Linked DNA regions of Sus scrofa: regions 1 and 3 are each linked to region 2. The links are chromatin contacts, called in public Hi-C and HiChIP or PLAC-seq maps. All regions are on one chromosome and are shown on one strand. The core of a region is the stretch at or near the end of the contact, and the rest is flanking DNA. Distances in the headings are between cores, read along the strand shown. Region 1 holds the start of AARS (alanine--tRNA ligase, cytoplasmic). Region 2 holds the start of RFWD3 (E3 ubiquitin-protein ligase RFWD3). Region 3 holds the start of WDR59 (WD repeat-containing protein 59).

Evidence for each region. Hi-C and Micro-C count contacts between places; a contact is called where the count stands out from the background. HiChIP or PLAC-seq counts read pairs in DNA pulled down with a chosen protein or histone mark.
Region 1: a contact with region 2 is called in an H3K27ac HiChIP or PLAC-seq map of alveolar macrophages. The contact joins the promoter of AARS here to the promoter of RFWD3 in region 2. A contact is called at or near these places in 2 of 47 Hi-C or Micro-C datasets (heart right ventricle and liver) and 1 of 2 datasets of contacts at active chromatin or transcription factors (alveolar macrophages).
Region 3: a Hi-C map of skeletal muscle shows a contact between it and region 2, with 5 times the contacts expected there. The contact joins the promoter of WDR59 here to the promoter of RFWD3 in region 2. A contact is called at or near these places in 2 of 47 Hi-C or Micro-C datasets (liver and skeletal muscle).

Annotation. Positions count from the first base shown.
Region 1 is chr6:13,320,049-13,324,260 of Sscrofa11.1, reverse strand. AARS (alanine--tRNA ligase, cytoplasmic) reads left to right here and starts at 2,838. Exons shown (of 23, transcript XM_021093791.1): 1 at 2,838-2,939.
Region 2 is chr6:12,949,805-12,954,036 of Sscrofa11.1, reverse strand. RFWD3 (E3 ubiquitin-protein ligase RFWD3) reads right to left here and starts at 1,794. Exons shown (of 13, transcript XM_003481788.4): 1 at 1,566-1,794. It overlaps MLKL (mixed lineage kinase domain-like protein), which reads right to left. Exons shown (of 11, transcript XR_002344504.1): 11 at 2,861-4,232.
Region 3 is chr6:12,679,512-12,683,912 of Sscrofa11.1, reverse strand. WDR59 (WD repeat-containing protein 59) reads right to left here and starts at 1,747. Exons shown (of 28, transcript XM_021093785.1): 1 at 1,555-1,747. The coding sequence starts at 1,608.

The DNA.
Region 1 (4,212 bases), core at 1,589-4,088, 370 kb before region 2:
TGTGGCTTGGATCCTGGAGTTGCTGTGGCTGTGGTGTAGGCCGGCAGCTACAGCTCCTATTTGACACCTAGCCTGGAAATCTCCACATGCTGCAGGTGTGGCCCTAAAAAAAAAAAAAAGTAAAAAAAGAGATAGTTTTCCTGGAGCTCCCGTTGTGGCACAGCAGTAACGAATCTGACTAGTAACCATGAGGTTTCCGGTTACATCCCTGGCCTTGCTCGTAGGTTAAGGATCTAGCATTGCTGTGAGCTGTGGTGTAGGTCGCAGACATGGCTTGGACCCTGCGTTGCTGTGGCTGTGGCATAGGCCGGCAGCTATAGCTCCAGTTCGACCCCGTAACCTGGGAACTTCCACAGGTGCAACCCTAAAAAAAAAAAAAAAGGATAGTTTTCCTTCTATGACTTCCCATTGTGGCTCAGTGAAATGAACCCAACTAGTATCCATGAGGATGTGGGTTCAATCCTTGGCCTTGCTCAGTGAGTTAAGGTTTGGGTGGTGCTGTGAGCTGTGGTCTAGGTTGCAGATGCAGCTCGGATCTGCTGTTGCTGTGGCTGTGGTGTAGGCTGGCAGCTGTAGCTCCAATTTGACCCCTAGACTGGGAACCTCCATATGCCTCAGATGTGGCCCTAAAAAGCCAAAAAAAAAAAAAAAAAAAAAAAGGATCCAGGGTTGCCACGAGCTTTGTTCGCAAAGTAGCTGCACCTTCGGCCCTAAAGGAAAAGATAGTTTTCCTTCTATTAAAAATATTTTCTTATGGCCACACTCATGGCATATGGAAGTTTCCAGACCAGGAACTAATCAGAGCCACAACTATGGTAACATTCGATCCTTTAACCCACTGTGTCAGGCTGGGGATCAAACTCGCACCTCTGCAGTGACTGGAGCCACTAGGAGTTGGATTCTCAACCAGCAGATTCTCAACCAGCAGGAAGTTACGCCCTACCCCACCATTTCTTTTTTTTTTTTTTTTATCTTTTTAGGGCCACGCCCGAGGTATATGGAGGTTCCCAGGCTAGGAGTCAAATTGGAGCTGTAGCTGGTGGCCTACACATAGCTCACAGCAGCTAACAGCAACACCAGATCCAAGCCCAGTCTGTGCCCTACACCACAGCTCATGGCAAGGCTGGTGCTTAACTCTCTGAGCAAGGCCAGGGATCCATTGTCCTCATGGATGCTAGTCAGATTCATTCTGCTGAGCCACTATGGGAACGCCACTCCCCCCACCCCACCCTATCCCATCCCATCCCACAGGCATTTCTTGTAGGAAATAGGCTTCATTCAGCCTCCTTGACCTTCTGAGTTCCAAAGGGCAGATTCAGTTACTAATCAGTGAAAGGAGGGAATGCCAAAATGAGAACTAAAGCCCCTACCCAGATGGAGGATGGTAACTTCAGAATGACAAAATTCTGGAACACCACTCTGTTACCTTATCACCAACCCATCAGAAGAAAATCACACACCCTGCAACCCTCATCCCAAACTGTCTATAAAAACCTGTCTCCCAAATTGTGGATTTGGGGGGTTTTAAACACAAGCCACCCTTTCTCTTTGCCTGGCCCCGCAATAAATCCTTCTCTGGGAGTTCCAGTCGTGGCGCAGTGGTAATGAATCCAACTAGGAACCATGAGGTTTCGGGTTCGATCCCTGGCCTTGCTCAGTGGGTTAAGGAGCCAGCATTACCATGAGCTGTTGGTGTAGGTCGCAGACGCGGCTGGGATCCCGCGGTGCTGTGGCTGTGGCGTAGGCCGGTGGCTACAGCTCTGATTCGACCCCTAGTCTGGGAACCTCCATATGCCACGGGAGCATCCCTAGAAATGGCAAAAAGACAAAAATAAATAAATAAATCCTTCTCTGCTCCAAATTCCAAGGTTTTAGTTTGTTTGACCTCACTGTGTGTCAGGCACGTGAACTTGTATTTGGTAACAATATCTTTAACCCAATTATGTCCAACAGCACAATTTCATACCTTCATATTTAGATACAAAGGTTAACAGTGGAGAGGTTGAGGTCATGGGCTCAAAGCACGGGTTTGTCTTTTTGCCTTTTCTAGAGCCGCACCCGCAGCATACAGAGGTTCCCAGGCTAGGGGTCTAATCCAAGCTACAGGATTACCTTATCACCAACCCATCCGGCAATGCCGGATCCTTAACCCACTGAGCAAGGCCAGGGATCAAACCCACAGCCTCATGGTTCTTAGATTCGTTACTGCTGTGCCACAACAGGAACTCCAGTATACACAGGTTTGAATCCTGGCTCTTAGGCTTACCTTTCAGTGTGAGCTTAGGCAAGGCGGTTACCTCATTTGGAAAAGGGATGCCAGTTGACTTGCCTCATATGCAGTTTAAAAATTAAAATAATCTAGGAAATGTTTAACATAATGACTTGCATATAAATATTTGCTATTTTCCTAAGGCAAATCGAGAACAGCCGCCAATTCAATTGTCTCGCAAAGAGTAAGTTATTTCTTACTCCACACCAAATCCAAGAAGGTCTGACAAGGACAACTGGACCCATGGGCACCACATATCAGAATCTCTAAGGTCTGCATACCACTCTGCAACTAAAAGGAACACAACTATACACTAAGAGCTGTGACCGCTACCAAACACACGTCACCCTTCCCCCTTATCAACCATGTCAACTATTAGGACTTTGCGTAAGGCTACTAAAATGTCGGTCTCCAGAGTCCGCATCCTTACTTGTCACGTGACACGTCCCAGTCCCTACTTTCTTGGCCATTGCATCAGCCAATTTAGTGCCGCCTTCCCAGAAACCAACTGACAAGCTGGTTCGTTCTCCAGTTGATTGGCATGTTGGCTGACCAATACGGTAAGGCGCGGCGGGGCACTTTCCAGCGGCGGGCTCTGGTTGGACCGGACGGTGCGTGTTGCGGCCGCTGGTGGCCAGGGCTCGGTGTGTCTGCGTGTCTGCGGGAACAGGTAAATGCAGTCTCCTGGCGGTGGGCTCTGAGGGAGGAATTAGGAGCCGCGGCCCCTGGGAGAAGGAGGCGGGGGCCCTGAGAGAGTTCTGGGGCGCCGCAACAGAGGCTAGGGCCCGTGTCTGGTACGTGGGCCGGGCTCCCTTAAGACCTCGAACCGGGGCCTGGGCTGGAACCGGGGCAACCGCTGGGCGACAGGGCAGGCGGAGAGCGGCCTTTTGTTAGACTTCAGCACCGCTGGGGGTAGAGGGACCTCGCCGAGGGCAAGACCTTGGAAGGATCATCGTTGTCATTGACCACCCTCCCAAAGCTGAGGTTTTTAATCGCCACAGGTTTTAATCCCCTAGGGACGGGTGGGGTTGCGCAGGTCCCTTGCGGGTAGGGTGGTCAAGACCGGTGGAATCAGGCTGTGAGCCGTCCTTAAAATTAGCTAAATGGTGATACTAGTCCAGGCTCCTCTGAAAGCACTTTCTGTGCTCCATCACGTTCAGCTATTATTTTTTCAGACGGTCTGCATTTCCGGTGTGCTTTAAATTCATTCGCTATTAAAGGATTATTTTACTGTGAAATACTTACTTAACAACCACCATATTGGGTGCTGAGGATATACCCGTAATGATGAGCAAAAACCATCAGTCTTGATTCCCACTGGGCTGGAACTTACAGCCTGTTGGGGAGATGGACGTTAAGCCCTCAGAGGCACGTGGAAATTGAGAAAGAAGGCACCTAGGGCTATGAGAATAAAATTGGGGGAGACTCTGGTCAAGAAGACTTCCTTAAATAGGTCTCTTTGAAACTGAGATATCTTGGAGTTCCCGTCGTGGCTCAGTGGTTAACGAATCTGACTAGGAACCTCGAGGTTGCGGATTCTATCCCTGGCCTTACTCAGTGGGTTAAGGATGCCGCGTTGCCGTGAGCTGTGGTGTAGGTCGCAGACGCGGCTCTGATCCCGCGTGGCTGTGGCTGTGGTGTAGGCTGGCGGCTACAGCTCCGATTAGACCCGTAGCCTGGGAACCTCCATATGCCACAGAAGCGGCTCTAGAAAAGGCAAAAAGACAAAAAGAAAGAAAGAAAGAAAAACTGAGATACCAACAATGAGAAATTAACTAGGAAAAGGGAAAGAGGAGGAATAGGGCAGTCAACTTACCTGGCAAGTCTAGAGCCTGTTGAAAGGTCTGGTGGCTGGAGCCTTAAACCCAAAGGCCATTGTGGTTTAAAGTACTTAAGATCTTTATGGCTTCTGCTGGCAAGTGGAATCTGACCTCTTTTGTGCT
Region 2 (4,232 bases), core at 545-3,044:
CTCCGTGATTCAACCCCTAGCCTGGGAACCTCCATATGCCGCGTGAGCGGCCCTAGAAAAGGCAAAAAGACAAAAAGAAAAAAAAAAAAAAGAATGAAAGAACTAAAAATGGTAAGAAAGTGAAGCAAAACCTCTGGTCAAGATGGACCCATAACCTCTCTTCCAACTAAGAACCAACCCCAACAGGTTAAGTTTCTCAAAAATTATACTGGATAGAAAAAAGCAGGTTATAGACAAACCTCCATTATTAATTCCATTTTTAGGACATCTAAGAATATGCAAAACCATGCTACCACATGGGCTTATAAATACAAAGTAATAAACAAGCCCAGGCATGAAAAAAACCAAATTCAGTAGAGGGAGGGTGCAGGGGTACACATGAGGCTTTGACTATATAATATTTTTTCACAGAAAAAAAAAAGGAAGGAATTCTTTTTTTTTTTTTTTTTTTTTTTTTGTCTTTTTGGATCTGCACCTGCAGCATATGGAGGTTCCCAGACTAGGGGTCAAATCATAGCTGCAGCTGCCAGCCTATGCCACAGAGCACCATTTCGGAGCCATGTCTGCAACCTACACCACAGCTCACAGCAAGGCGGGATCTTTAACCCACGGGACGAGGCCAGGGATCTACTGAATTACCAAACACCTAAAAACAAAAAGCAAAAACCACAAAACCAAACCAAGCCCCGCCCCCAACAACTAAGGACATATCAGCACCAGATATTGAGAGAAACCGTGAGAGACAGAGAGGAGAGGAGAGATAGAGAGTAGTTTCATCTTGGCAGAAAGTTCTCTGAACAGCGCTGTCCTAGAACAAGTCTTTTCAATCCATGTGGGGAAACACAGATCCCCCCAGGCCGGGCGCTGACCGGGGGTGCCCAGAGCAAAAGGCTGCCGGCTGTCCCCCCGCCCCCAAGCCTTGAGCAGCCTCGTCCTAGGACATCTTCCCAAGCTTTGTCACTCAGATTTCAAGCAAAGTCCGCACCAGGCGGGACGATGGATCCCAATTAAAAGAATAAAAGGCGCCGGCGGGGAGTCGAGCCGACTCGGGTTCAAATCCCTACTCTGTCACGTCCTACCTGGGGGACCTCAGGACAGTTTCCTAGCTTCTGTTTGACTCGTTCGTCTGTAAAATTAGGATAACAAAAGTGTTTACGTCACAGTGTTGCTGTGAGATAAAGTTGGACAGAACGAAAATTAGGTCCTTCAGCCAACTTTTAAAGTGATGCAAGCGGGGAGTGGGGGGTTGCTCCCCGGGATGGCAATTTTTTGCATTAGGTGAGTTCGAGGATCGGATTCCTGGAAAGCGGCCAGAACTTCTAATTCCTTCCGAAGTTCCTGCTACCCTGCCCCCATCTTCACTTCTGCCGCCTCTCCAGCAACAGAGAAAGAGCGAGGGCCCGACTGTCGGGGCCGCGTAGGACCTCCTCAGACCGCCGGGTTCCATGCCAGCCCGCAGCCCACCTCGTGGGGGAGTCCCCTGGCCCTATGTCCAGGGACCCCGATCGGGAAGTCATCTCGGAGCCAGAGGCCCAAGTTTTCCGATAGGCAAGCGCCCATCTCACCTGAATCCGGAAGAACAGTGGTCAGACGCTTGAGGCCGCAGGGGAAGCAGCTATCTCCCCGAAAACACTCGCGTTGAACAGACTCCAACAGCCGCTTCCCCAGCAACTCAAGCGGCGCGCCTGAGTAGAGGGCTTGGCCTGCTTCTATTGGGCGGCAGTCTCGGCCGACGGCCAATACCCTTTCTTCTTCTTCCTTGCTGGCCCCTGGCTAAAACAGCGGAGCTTTCATTGGCTGGCCCTTCGTAAACGGATTGGGCGGGATCACGCTCGAGGAGACCTCGTACAATTGGTAGATATCCACGTCCGTCAGCTCGCGTCCGGGCCCCCAAAGAGAAAAGCGGAAGAAGGGTTTTGCCGCTCTTTATTTGAACTTACTGGCGGGAGAAAGCAGAAAGGGGAAGATTTTTGGTCCATTTCGAAAGATGAAAACATTAAAATAGTGGCTCATGCTGCTTCTTCCTAACTCTTTAATAAAGGACCTTTCTTTATCCAAAGGCTGGTAGCTAATTCAATAATTTCACAATATTGCACACGGAATCCCAGAGCCTGTAAAGAGGAGTGGGACAACCCGGTTCAGAGATAGCATCTAGTGGGATTGAGGAGCTAATGAAAACTTACCTAAGACAAAAAAAAAAAAAAAGAGGAAAAGAAAAGAAAAAGAAAGAAGGAGTTCCTGTCGTGGCTCAGTGGTTAATAAATCCACTCGCATGAGGTTGCGAGTTCGATCCCTGGCCGCACTGAATGACTTAAAGATCCTGCATTGCTGTGAGCTGTGGTGTAGGTTGCAGTCATGGCTGAGATCCCATGTTGCTGTGGCTGTGGCGTAGGCCGGCAGCTACAGCTCCAATTCGAATTCCTAGCCTGGGAACCTCCATATGCCACGGGTGCAGCCCTAGAAAAGACAAAAAAAAAAAAAAAAAAAAAAAAAAGAGAGAGAGAAAGTAGGCAACAAAACTTGCCTACACGACCTCTTCCATTCCAAACCATTGCAGTAAGCTGTCTGCTACTAAACTATCATCACATCACTTACGGCAAATATTTTTTAAGCACCTGCATGAAAGATGAAATATCACTTTTGAGGAAGACCTAAAAATCCAAACTTCAGGCACAGACTACACATTGCCAAAATTTGCTTTGCTCAACTGCCACTTTTCAATGTAACTGGTAGCAGATGAGAACGTAGATCATTGAAAGTCAGGGAAAATCCAAATAATTAATTTTTCAACATTTTTCTCCTTTAAACCTGTTGCGGCAGAAACTGCAGAAACCGTGGCAGCGGAAAGAGACAAACGGCACTCGGAGATGGAAAAGCAAGGTTTATTCAGCACACCACTGTGGGCTCAGAGGAGTCACCTCCAGAGTCTGAGCACCAGGTCTTTGTTCTCAGAAACTTTTATACAGTACAGGGTCTTATTTTTCTCATGTAAGCAGCCCCAAACTTCTCCCTTCCCAGAGCAGAGGGTGCTCCTGCCTAAAAAACTGAGCAAGCAAGATTACAGAAGCAAAACTGATAAACAATGCCTGGAGCAACATTGGCAGGGTCTACTGACTTAGACACAGGGGATGTGGTTGCTACATAATTACCAGAAGGATGGTTTGAGGGGAGGAGGGGGAGGTTATGTCCCTTAGTTAAAACTCTTACTTCACTGTCTTGAAGTCAGTGTTGGCATTTGTACTGCCAACCCCCCCCAACCCTTTCCTGCCTCTACAGGAGCTTCTACTGAACTACCACAAGGCTAATATGAGAAAGGAATTTTCTTTTGTGATCAAATGCATATATTATTGAGTAGAATGAAAAACATCTTGAATGATTCTCATTGGTATATAAGTAATAGCATGTTCGATGCAGAAAAATTAGACAGTACATAGAAGCAAAAAAGAAAAATTGGGAGTTCCCATTTTGGCGCAATGGAAACGAATCTGACTAGGAACCATGAGGTTGCAGGTCTGATCCCTGGCCTCACTCAGTGGGTTAAAGACCCAGCATTGCCATGAGTTGTGTATTAGGCTGCAGCCACGGCTCTGATCTGGTATTGCTTTGGCTGTGGTGTAGGCCAACAGCTATAGCTCTCATTTGACCCCTAGCCTGGGAACTTCCATATGCCATTCCTGTGGCCCTTGAAAAATAAATAAATAAAAATTTAAAAGTCAAGAATAAAAGATAAAAAGGAATATAAATCAGGGACTTCCAATGTGGCTCAGCAGTTTAAGAACCCAAAATGGTGTCCATGAGGATGGGAGTTCAATCCTTGGCCTCACTCAGTGGGTTAACTATCCCACATTGCTGCAAGCTGCCACACAGTTTGCAGATGTGGCTCAGATTCGACTCCTAGTCCAAGAACTTCCATTTGCCACAGCTGCAGCCATAAAAAGAAAAAAAAAAAAAAAAAGCAATAAAAATTAGCTATTTTATTCTCCAGAGATGATTTCTTCACAATAAATTCCAAATGTACTTTGTTTATTGTTGCCTCCTCAGTGATTGCAACAATGCCCAGCACATTTGCTGCTGAATGATTTAGGATGAGTTTCGGGGGGGTGGGGAGGCTCAGGGAAGCAGTAACATACAGTTAAGTGTTAGTGTATTCTAGCAAATACGGAGAGTAAAGGGGTAAAAATTCGGAGCAAATGAGCCACATGCAGGAGACATGGGTTTCCCCAAATCTAAGA
Region 3 (4,401 bases), core at 498-2,997, 270 kb after region 2:
GTTCGATCCCTGGTCCCGCTCAGTGGATTAAGGATCTGGCATTGCAGTGAGCTGTACATCACAGATGAGGCCCAGATCTGGATTCTGTGGTACAGGCCGGCAGCTGTAGCTTGGATTTGACCCCTAGCCTGGGGAAGTTCCATATGCTGTGGGTGCAGCCCTAAAAAGGAAAAAAGAAAAAAAATGAAAAAAGAAAAAGGAAATGTATATATACCATTTAGCACAAGGCTGGGCATATGGAAAGCACAGAATACAAAAACGGTTTAAAAAATTATTATTATTATTATTGTCTTTCTGTCTTTTTAAGGCCACACCTGCGGCATATGGAGGTTCCCAAGCTAGGGGTCGGATCGGAGCTGTAGACACCGGCCTACACCACAGCCACAGCAACAGGGGATCAGAGCTGTGTCTGTGACCTACACCACAGCTCAGCTCACCGAAACACCGGATCCTTAACGCATTGAGCGAGGCCAGGGGTCGAACTTGCATCCTCTTGGATGCGAGTCGGGTTCATTAACCGCTGAGCCATGACGGGAACTTCAAAAAAAAAAATTCTTGGAGTTCACGTCGTGGCTCAGTGGTTAACGAATCTGACTAGGAACCACAAGGTTGCGGGTTCAATCCCTGGCCTTGCTCAGTGGGTTAACGATCCGGCGTTGCCATGAGCTGTGGTGTAGGTTGCAGTCGCGGCTCGGATCCCGCGTTGCTGTGGCTCTGGCGTAGGCCGGCGGCTACAGCTCCGATTGGACCCCTAGCCTGGGAACCTCCATATGCCGCGGGAGCAGCCCAAGAAATGGCAAAAAGACAAAAAAAAAAAAAAAAAGTACTAAGTTTCCTTTAGGCTCACCATGTGTCCAGCACTGTGCCACACATTTTAAGTGTATGACCTCATAAAAATTCTCACATCAATCCTTTAAGAGAGACACAATTGGCACCTCTTACAGGTGAGAAAAGATGCACAAAGGGTGATGACAGGCTAAGATATGAGCTGGGATTCGAACCGAGCAACACACGAAATGCATACGCCTCTTCACTGCGCGGTATCTTCCACTACCCTAGCATCAGAGACCACTTAAAGGTTTAAGCGCTGAAACGGGCACCTCGCGTGCAGTTTTTTATTAACTCCATTCCATCAAAGTTCTGTGAGGCAGGGTTCAATACATCTACCTAAGGCTCAGAGAAGTTCTGCAACTTGCCCAAAGTCACTAGGTGCAGGGGGAGCAAACACCCCCTCGCTCTCCACTCCGGTGGTGGGAAGCCTTCCCTCAGCGCTCACTAGAGCGCAATATCTGCACTTGGATATCCTCAGGCCGACCCCACTCCTGTATCCACGAGGGAAACCCCGAAACCTCGCCCATGGCAGCCCCAACCACCCCCAACGGTCTTCAAGGTAACCCTCATCCACTCAGCTCTGACACCTCCAGGTCACCCCCTTGACCATCTCCCCAGCCCGGGCTGGGGGTCGCCAGCCGCCCTGAGACAGACCCGGCAGCGTGGGGGAGGGGAACTGGGAAGGGCGCATGCTCAGAAGGCTCCATTTGGTCCCCAGCTCACCTGGGAGTCGCGGAATTCCACCACCACGTTCTCGCTGCTCCATCTCGCCGCCATTTTCCGCGCCCAGCCGTCGGGACACGAGAACTACGCGTCCCTACCTCAGACACCCGCGTTCCTGGGCTCGGCGAGCCCCACGCAGCCCGCGAGTCAGTGCTGCCACGCCCCGTCCTCGCTTCTGCCTGACCGCAAACTATTGGCTGACCCAAACACTGGCTCCACCCCCTCTTCCCGGATCCTCCAATTGTGGCACGGCGCCTGCCCCCCGAAAAAGGTACGACCCCCTTCACTCCGTCACGGCGTGGGTCACTTTCGCCCCTCGCGGCTGCGGATACCGCCCCCCCCCCTGCCGCGAGCTCTGCCGGGAGTTGTAGTCCAAAGTATGGACAACCGGGGAAGAGCTTGCAGGTTAGAGTTTGGCCGAGGGGAGGTGCGTGTTTTTCCAATCCGTCTCCTCGACGGTGTCAATGGCAAGGCCCAGACTGCATAAAAACCAAAGCTGAGCATTAGTGCAAACCAATGATTATCTCTTACCTCGAAGCCTGGCGCAAAGGCATTGAAAAGGGTAAATGCGCGATTCAATACAGTTTTATACAGTACAGCAGCGCCAGCTAAAATGTCTAGGGACCTGGGGGAGGGGGGTCTACGAAGGCAAAAAATGTCACTGTTATACTAAGAAGTTATTTGCTTTTTTCTTTTTCCTTCACAAATGCACAGTGTTTTTCACAGGTTAGTTACTACTTTTTTTTTTTTTTTTTTTTTTTTTTTGGTCTTTTTGCTATTTCTTGGGCCGCTCCCGCGGCATATGGAGGTTACCAGGCTAGGGGTCGAATTGGAGCTGTAGACGCCGGCCTACGCCAGAGCCACAGCAACGCGGGATCCGAGCCGCGTCTGCAACCTACACCACAGCTCACGGCAACGCCGGATCTTTAACCCACTGAGCAAGGCCAGGGATTGAACCCTCAACCTCGTGGTTCCTAGTCAGATTCGTTAACCACTGCGCCACGACGGGAACTCCTTAATACACATTTGTAACAGATTGAATGTAGAAGCAGGTGTGAAAATCTAGGATTTTTCTCTTAAGCCAATCATTAAAGAAAGTTGCCACTGTTCCCACTAAAGCTGTTTTGTTTTGGAAAATAAAGTTACTTTTCATTTACAAAATGTATTGTTAATGTTAACGCTCATTGACGTGTAAATTAATTTTTTTTTTGTCTTTTGTCCTTTTAGGGCCACACCCACAGCATATGGAGGTTCCCAGGCTAGGGGTCTAATTGGACCTGTTAGCTACGCCACAGCCACAGCCACACCACATCCGAGCCACGTCTGCAACCTACACCACAGCTCACGGCAACACCAGATCCTTAACCCACTGAGGGAGGCTAGGATCGAACCTGCAACCTCATGGTTCCCAGTAGGATTCGTTTCTGCTGCGCCACCACAGGAATGCCAAAATTTTTTAATTATTAGTGTTAATATCTGATGAACTAGACATAAAAGTTTGGGGGGATCATTAATAATTTTCAAGAGTGTAAAGGGGGAGTTCCCAGGTGGCACAGTGGGTTAAGGATCACTGCTGTGGCTCAGATTCCATCCCTGGCCCTTGGAACTTCCATGCCATGGGCCCAGCCAAAAACTAAAACCAAAAAAAAAAGTGCAAAGGGGACCTGAGATCAAAAAGTTGGAAAACCGCTATGCTAATACAGGGAATGGCCACTAAGTTCTCTTCCTCAGCTCCAACCTCTGAAATCCTGGGCTTAACTGGTTTAGCCTCAGTTTCTCTACAGAAGGAGAAAATTCATTTGGTTGTCCTAAGGAGTTAACCATTAACCACAAGGCCTGGAATATAACCAATCCTCAAGTGTAAACTGTCCCTATTGGGTTTTTTTGGTGGCCTACACCAGGCTCCAAGCTGCATCTGCGACCTACACCACAGCTCACGGCAATGCCAGATCCTTAACCCACTGAGCGAGGCCAGGGGTTAAACCCACATCCTCATGGATACCAGTCAGGGTTCATAACCAGCTAAGCCACAACTTACTGTTGTGTTTATATTAATGCTGCTTTTACATGCAAGCCATTGCATGAATAGAGATAAGAAGCCTTCCATTCCCTCCTGGAGAGTTGGAAACAATGGGAAACAGATTTGTCAACAGGTTAGGGTGACCAACCGTGGAAACTGCTCGGTATGGGCAAATGGGGCAGTCGGTCACTGTACAACAGGCATACAGTTGGCAGAATTATGTTTTATAAAAGCAATGTAGGGAGTTCCTGTCGTGGCTCGGTGTCTAACGAATCCGACTAGGAACCATGAAGTTGAGGGTTCGATCCCTGGCCTTGCTCAGTGGGTTAAGGATCCAGCGTTGCCGTGAGCTGTGGTGTAGGTTGCAGACGCAGCTCGGATCCCACGTTGCTGTGGCTGTGGCGTAGGCTGGCGGCTACAGCTCCAATTCGACCCCTAGCCTGGAAACCTCCATATGCCACAGGAGCAGGCCAAGAAAATGGCAGAAAGACAAAAAAAAAAAACAAAAAAAAAATTATTAAAAGCAAGTAGGAGTTCCCGTCGTGGCACAGTGGTTAACGAATCCGACTAGGAACCATGAGGTTGCGGGTTCGGTCCCTGCCCTTGTTCAGTGTGTTAACGATCTGGCGTTGCCATGAGCTGTGGTGTAGGTCAAAGACGCAGCTCGGATCCCAAGTGGCTGTGGCTGTGGTGTAGGCTGGCAGCTACAGCTCCAATTATACCCCTAGCCTGGGAACCTGCATATGCCACGGGAATGGCCCAAGAAATGGCAAAAGGACAAAAAAAAAAAAAAAAAAAAGGCAATGTATCAGGAGAGAACAGCCTAA